Linked DNA regions of Oryctolagus cuniculus: region 2 is linked to region 1. Evidence: chromatin contacts called from public Micro-C data. All regions are on one chromosome and are shown on one strand. The core of a region is the stretch at or near the end of the contact, and the rest is flanking DNA. Distances in the headings are between cores, read along the strand shown. Region 1 holds the start of ZFP36L2 (ZFP36 ring finger protein like 2). Region 2 has its middle 170 kb from the start of ZFP36L2.

Region 1 (3,655 bases), core at 435-2,934:
ACCCACAGGGCCTGGCTTCCTCTTTATGCTTTGTCACTTTCATGCATAAGATGGCTTGTACTTGTTTTATCTTTTAGACACCTTCGCAGATACCTCATTTGCACCTTGACAAAAGGTGAGAGGTGAGAAAAGCATGCATTTTATCTTGAGTTTTACAAGCAAGGAAACCCAAGCACCAACTCGCCATGTGATTCGCTCAAGACCACATGCCGGGGGGTGGGGGGGCTAAACTCCAGCCCTACCCTGGACTCTAGCTCCCTGGGCAGGGAGGGGAGCAGAGCATGGGGAAGGCACACAGGGCCCTGAGCGACCCGCCTAGCTCGTTTTGTTCCAGGTTAACTGACACAATGATCACCAAAAGGAACGAACTTAGTGCGGACACAGCAAGTGGGGAGATCCACTCGGGGAGGGGTGGGGGCCAGGTAAACTTCCTTCCCTGAGCGCCCTGGACCTTCCAGCTAAGCGCGGCTGGGGTGCAGGCTGCCAGGTGGACGACAGCGCGGGCCTGGCCCCAGCTTTTTGGCAGCCAGTGCAGACTGAGCGAGAAGGTGCTTTCAGTGGCTTTCGCCTCTCGGCGCTGCGGGCGGGTGTCTGCCCCGTACCCAAACAGGGACGGCGCACCCTTCGGCAAACCGCATTTCTCAGTGCAAACTGTTGGGGCGTGGAGCTGAAGAGCGAAGGGGGTGCCCCACCGGGGCCGCAGGTCTGGCTCGGCCGGGGATGGGAAGTGGCCTGGAGCGCGCGACAGGCCCAGACTGCGCTGGGCGCGGACCCTCGGCGGCCGCGGCACCCCCAACGCCCCGGGAGGCCGGCGGGAAGCTACCTCCGCGCCTGCACGGCTCACCCAGCTTCTCCCCGCGTCCTCCGAGTCCGCTCCCCCGCCCGGGACGCCCCGCGCCACTCCACGCCTTTGGCCCCGGCTCAAGGTCTTGTGATGTGATTAGCAAAGCCAGCGCCTTGTCCTCAGACACTCAGCCCTGCCCGGCAGGCCCCGGCGCTCCAGCCCTGTTTACTGAGCCTGGGCGGGGAGAGGGGCGGAGAAACCAGCTCGGGAGCCTCCGGGCAAGACGGCGGCCGGCCGCCCGCGTGGCCGCTGCCGCCCCCACCCCCAACGCGTCGCTCCACGTGCAGCCCGGCCGGAGCCCCCGCCCTCCGTCCTGAGCACCCTTTGCAAACCAGACGGGCCTCGCGGACGGTTGGCAAGATTCGCGCATTTTGCAATTCCCGCGCCCAACACAAAACCCAGAGTAGCAGATAATAACTTGGCAAATCCGCCTCGCAGGAGCGGGCGGGGACAGACCCGTCCAGGACTGCAGAGCCCTGATCACGTTACACGTGCTGGGGCTTTCCACCACGGCAGCCCCAGCAGAGGGCGAGAGCCGCGTCCGCCGGCCGCCACCCACCCAGCAGCACCCAGCCCGGCCGAGCTCTCCGTGCCGCCCCGGGCGCCCCGGCGGCCGGCCCCGCCCCGAAGTCTCCCCGCTCCCTCCCCCCTCCGGAGGAAAAAAATTGGCGGCGGCCAATGGGAAGCCGGGAAGGCGCCTGACGTCCGCGAGCCGGCGGGCGGCGTTGCCTGGAGACCCCGGCGGGGTCAGCGCGGTGTCCCCGCCCCCCGCGCGCCCGCCCCGCCGCGGCCGGGCGCGCGGGCTCTATATAGGGCGCGCGCTCGCGGGCCGCCGAGTTCCAGCAGTCCGCGAGCTGCCGTCGGCTCCGCGCGGGGGGCGGGCCGGCACCCCGGGGCGCGGAGGAGCGCGCTCTGCTTCCCTCTCCTCTTCCCCCCCGCCCCGCTCCGCACTCCAGGGCAGCCCCTGCCCGGTCCGCGCCGCTTCTCCGCTCGCCCCGCGGCAAACTTTCGGCCCCTGCCCGCCCCTCGCCCGTTATTCGTCGTGGCTCGAGGCCGGCCGCGCCGCCCCGAGGGCTCCTCCCGACCTCCCCGCCTGCGGCTCCGACCATTACGGGACCCAGAAACATGTCGACCACACTTCTGTCCGCCTTCTACGACATCGACTTCTTGTGCAAGGTACGCGGGGCAGCAGGGAGGGAGAGGCGGGCGCGCGGGCCAGCGGAGGCCCCGGGCCGTCTCGGACGTGGCGCGTCTGCCGCCCCCGCGTCGGGGCGACCCCTCCGCGCCGTGACTTTCCCGGCGGGGAAGAGTCCCGCCGCTTGCAGCCGGGTGTGCTCGAGCCTTGTGGGCGGGGAGGAGCCGGCGGCGGCCACGCTGCCCGGGGCTTCCCGGACGGTGTTTGCGCCGCCCACCCGGCGGCCCGCGGGCTGCAGATCACATGTCGGAGCCCAGCGCGGCCAGGCTGGGCGGCCTCCGCCCTCGCCGGCCTTGCTCGCAAACTTGCTGCTCTTTTGCGCGTGTGTACGGGTGGAGGAGGGCGGAGGCCGAGGCGAAGCCTGCAAAAAAAAAAAAAAAAAAAAAATGGGGCGAAAAGGAGCTGGGAAAGAAGAAGCCAGAGGTTGGGGCTGACTGTGCAGCTAGCCTCCCCGTCCGTCTTTTCATCCCTTCCCCGCTCGCTCTCCCCTCCCCGGCAGACGGAGAAATCCCTGGCCAACCTCAATCTGAACAACATGCTGGACAAGAAGGCGGTGGGGACGCCCGTGGCCGCCGCCCCCACCTCGGGCTTCGCGCCGGGCTTCCTCCGACGGCACTCGGCCAGCAACCTGCACGCCCTGGCGCACCCCGCGCCGAGTCCCGGCAGCTGCTCGCCCAAGTTCCCGGGCGCCGCTAACGGCGGCAGCGCGGCGGCCGGTGGCCCGGCCTCCTATGGCACCCTCAAGGAGCCGTCGGGGGGCGGCGGCGGCGGCACGGCCCTGCTCAACAAGGAGAACAAATTCCGGGACCGCTCGTTCAGCGAGAACGGCGAGCGCAGCCAGCACCTCCTGCACCTGCAGCAGCAGCAGCAGCAGCAGCAACAACAGAAGGGAGCCGGCGGCTCCCAGATCAACTCGACCCGCTACAAGACCGAGCTGTGCCGGCCCTTCGAGGAGAGCGGCACGTGCAAGTACGGCGAGAAGTGCCAGTTCGCGCACGGCTTCCACGAGCTGCGCAGCCTGACGCGGCACCCCAAGTACAAGACGGAGCTGTGCCGCACCTTCCACACCATCGGCTTCTGCCCCTACGGGCCGCGCTGCCACTTCATCCACAATGCCGACGAGCGGCGGCCCGCGCCGTCGGGGGGCGCCTCCGGGGACCTGCGCGCCTTCAGCGCGCGCGATGCGCTGCACCTGGGCTTCGCGCGGGAGCCGCGGCCCAAGCTGCACCACAGCCTCAGCTTCTCGGGCTTCCCGTCGGGCCACCACCAGCCCCCGGGGGGCCTCGAGTCGCCGCTGCTGCTGGACAGCCCCACGTCGCGCACGCCGCCGCCGCCCTCCTGCTCCTCGGCCTCGTCCTGCTCCTCCTCGGCCTCCTCCTGCTCCTCCTCGGCCTCGGCGGCCTCCACGCCCTCGGGCGCCCCGACGTGCTGCGCCTCGGCGGCGGCAGCGGCGGCCGCGGCCGCGCTGCTCTACGGCTCCGGGGGCGCCGAGGACCTGCTGGCCACCGGCGCGCCCTGCGCCGCCTGCTCGGCCGCCTCGTGCGCCAACAACGCCTTCGCCTTCGGCCCGGAGCTGAGCAGCCTCATCACGCCGCTCGCCATCCAGACCCACAACT
Region 2 (3,765 bases), core at 719-3,218, 170 kb after region 1:
TCTGTTTCCCCACAGCTCTCCCGGCCCCTATGGCCCTGAAATCTCAGGGAAGATTTGACACACGTCTCAACAGTGGGCAGCAGCTGGACTTTCCAGCCCCATTCCAGATGTGGGGCTGGCTGGCAGGGAGTTTGGCTTTGGAAAGCATCGGGGAGGCCAAGCGCCCCCTGAGACCCTTAGCGCTGCCTGCCCTGCCATGCACGTGTCTCCCTCCTCAGGGTCCTGGGTCTGGGCTTTCAGCGGGAGCTACAGAGTGCCTGTGCATGGGATTTGCACATGCGTGGCAAAGGCTGAGGGGACCAGGGAGCTGGCAGGCGGGAGCCCCACGGAGAACAAGAGGCCCGTGGGGCTGGGAGAGGGGCCAGGGCAGGAATTCAGAGGGGAAATGGACAAGGTGAGCTGGCGAGGGGTGCATGGGTGAGCGGACCTGGCCTCAGACGGAGCCAGGTTTGGATATGGGGCAGGCTAGGAGGTGCTGAGGGAGACGCAGGGGGCCCAGGTGAGGCAGCAGTGCTGTAACAGCAGGTGCCCAGCCTGGAGCCACTGGGAGGCCTGGTGCGTGGTGCCCATGGCTGCTCAAGCCCCAGACAGGACTGCTTGGCATCACAGGACAGGAGTGAGGGTCCCTCTGGGTGCCTCAGTAAGCAGCAGGAGGACCGAGAACGCCACTCGCTCTTGCTGGCCTGTGACTGCCCTTTTTGGTGGACAGAATGATGGCTCCCCAGAGAGGCCCACGCCCTGTCTCCCAGAACCTGTGAATGTGTGACCTGACAGGCAAAAGGACTCTGTGGACGAGATTATGTGTCGAATCTCGAGATGAGGGGATTATCCTGGATTATCGGGAGCAGCAAGTCATCACCGGAGTCCTCACGAGAGGGTCGGCGGCAGTGAACAGGGCGGCTTGAAGACGCCACGTGCAGCTGGCTCGGAGGGTGCAGGAAGGGGCCGCGTGCCCAGGAGTGCAGGCAGCCACTGGATGGGAGCTGGAAAAGCCAAGGAAACAGCTTCTCCCCTGCAGCCCAGGAGGAGCCCAGCCCTGACGATGCCTTGGTGTTAACCCAGTGAGGCTGATTTTGGACTTGTGGCTTCCAGAGCTGCATCATAACAAATGTGCATTGTGTTAAGCCAGTACGTTTGTGGTGCTCCGTTATTGTTGAAATAGGAAAGTGACACAGCTTCCCATCACATGCTGGGCTCCAGACTCTGGCCCGGTGCTCCATACAAGGGTTTTCAACACAACACAGGGGCCCATTGCCCCAGCTCTGGCTGAGCACTGTGCAGACCCTGGCAGGGGGGCCAGAGGAGCTGCTGCCGCCAGCCAGGCTCCTGGCCAGGGTTGGTTCTCCCATGGCCGCCACCTTCTTTGCTCACGGGTGAGCCAGCCCTGGACATGTTGTCTCCCCGTGGGCCCCGCCCTGCCTCCCCCTCCCCGACCCCTCGCTCTCGGGCTCTGGTCTCCCTCCCAACCAGGGGGACAGGGTCTACAGACTGCAGAGGAGCGACTCCGAACAGACGGCGCTCTGGAAAGCCTTGTCTCTGGGCGCTCAGGTCAGCAGCACCTGCTGTCAGTGGGGTTTTAACAAACAGACTGGGGGACTGTGCTGGGCAGGGGGCAGGAGACGTCCAGGCTGGGTCAGCGTGTGTGGGCAAGGGACATCCCCGACCCCAAGAATGTTGATTTCAAAGCACACCCCCACGCAGCCCAGCGTCGCCAATCCAAGCAGTGGCATCTATTCACAAACTCTACAGGCACCCACACGCACACAAACACACAGGCCCACGAGCAGTGCATCTGCAAGGAGAAGTCAGATACCACCCAACACAAACAAGCAGCTGTGCACAGGCACCCACAGACACTTTACACGCCCACAAATGCAGACGCGGCCGCATGCATGCCCACAAACACTGACACACCCATGCGCGAATACAGGCCGCCCATGCATGTAGACACCTGGACACCTGGCAGCTGGGCAGCAGGCCCAGAACGGCCCGTGGCTGCCTCCCCCACCAGGAGCCCTCCTGTGCTCTGCTCTGCTCTGCTCTGGAGACCTCTGCTGGTGGAGCCAGGCAAGGGCTACCAGGCCCTCCCCTTGGCCGTGGCGCCCAGCCAGGCTGGACTGAGGCTGTGGACAGAAGGGGAATAGGAGAGCAGAGGGGCCCGCAGGCCAGTGCCCAGGTGCTCAGCACCGCAGCTGCCGCTTGGCCCCCGGAACTCTCTGGTCTTGGCTCCAGTGTGGAAGGAGATGTTTCTTCTCTAAAAACCTCCCTTGGGCTCCTTGCCAGGCCAAGCCTGCCCAGTGCTGCCAGTGGGCCCTGCTGGTGTGCCTGGTGCAGAGGAAAGGGCCCTGTGCTGGCCGCAGGAGCAAGGCTCTCCACTCTCCCGCACTCCAAGAGCTCACGCTGGTGCCCCCGTGCCTTGCCCGGCCTGGGCTGTCTCCCAGAGCTGCTGGGCACACAGCTTCCCTCCCAGCCACCCGCTGGGTCTCTGACATGGTGTGTTGCAGCTCCCTATCCCAGCTCCACCTCCTAGATGTCCTCCTGGGTCCCACCCTCCTGCTGCCAGTGGCTCCTTCGCATTCTCCTGCAGGAGGTAGACAAAGTGAAGAATATAGGTCTTGGGAATAAGACAGGTGAGCCTGAACTCCCATCTCGGCTCAAAGGTGGGACTTCCTCGTTCGCCACAGACCTCTCCGGGAGCTAAGCTAGCTGCCCTCAGCCCCAGTGGCACCAGGTGGGGTGGACATGGTGATAGTCTGAGGGCAGGGGATGAAATGAGACAATGTACGTGTGCCTAGCACCAGGCAGCTGCTCAGGGGCCATCTTTACCAGGTACCCCAGCATCATAGGAATGAGAGGGAGACAAAGAAAACTGCCCAGGACTCCCATAAGGGATGCTTGGAGGCTCTGTTCTGATGCGCTACTTGTGATGGGGTGTCAGGGGGCCGGGATTTGGAGTGCTTTGTTCCCCAGTGGGTCCCATGTTGGAAGGCCGGCCTCCATATGGTGATGGGAGAGGTGGTAGAACCTATGAGAGGTAGGGCCTGGGGCAGGTGATTAGGTCACTGGGGGATCTCCCTTGGAAGGAGTTAATGTGGTTCTCATGGAACCCTGCTTAGTTCTTGGGAGAGTGGGTTGTCGTAACCAAGACCATCCCTCCCTGGTCTCTGGCTTCCTGTCTCTCCACCTCCCAAGTTGTGTTGCAGCCAAAGGGGCCTCACCAGAAGCTGAACAGATGGAGGCACACAATCTTGGACTTTGAGCCTCCAAACCTGGGTGCTAAATAAACCTCTTGTCTTCATAAAGCCTCTAGCCCCAGGCATTCTATTATAGTGACAGAAGTCAGACTGATACGGCAGGGGTCCCGAGGAGCAGGCCAGCACGATGACAGGCAGTCCCTCAGAGTGGGAAGAGGCTATGCAAGGTCTGGTTTTATCGAACTGGGGTCGGGTCAGGGCTGCCCAGGGAGACGGGGAGCTGTCCGTAGGGGCCCTCCTACCTGTCCACTCTCTCACTCCTCCGGGCGGAACTCAGCTTGCACCACAAGTAGGGTTGATAGCAAAAGAATGTGACTTTTGCAGGACACAGAACTAACTATTAGGTTGCCAGGGCAACCCCCTTGTGTCTGTTGAGTCGATCCCTCCGGCTCGTGGCCCTACGGCCTCTCTCCAGCCCCTCCACTCAGCGCTTCGCTCTCTTCTTCCCCACCTGACCTTGACCTTGTGCCCACGGCTCACTTAGCCCCTCTCCTCCTGGGCATTGAGCGGG

What was found. Hi-C and Micro-C count contacts between places; a contact is called where the count stands out from the background.
Region 2: a contact with region 1 is called in a Micro-C map of ear pinna, with 8 times the contacts expected there. The contact joins the enhancer-like site here to the promoter of ZFP36L2 in region 1. A contact is called at or near these places in 3 of 6 Hi-C or Micro-C datasets (ear pinna, psoas muscle and an unstated tissue).

What each region holds. Positions count from the first base shown.
Region 1 is chr2:159,502,946-159,506,600 of mOryCun1.1, forward strand. It overlaps ZFP36L2 (ZFP36 ring finger protein like 2), which reads left to right and starts at 1,685. Exons shown (of 2, transcript XM_008254731.4): 1 at 1,685-2,020; 2 at 2,539-3,655. The coding sequence starts at 1,970.
Region 2 is chr2:159,671,308-159,675,072 of mOryCun1.1, forward strand. No RefSeq gene overlaps it. Among named protein-coding and RNA genes, the nearest start is that of ZFP36L2, 170 kb to the left of the region's middle. Within about 2 kb of position 1,969, at least 2 of the 8 cell types and tissues checked have an H3K27ac peak or open chromatin away from gene starts, as enhancers often do. A contact at or near this core is called in ear pinna, where this site is marked.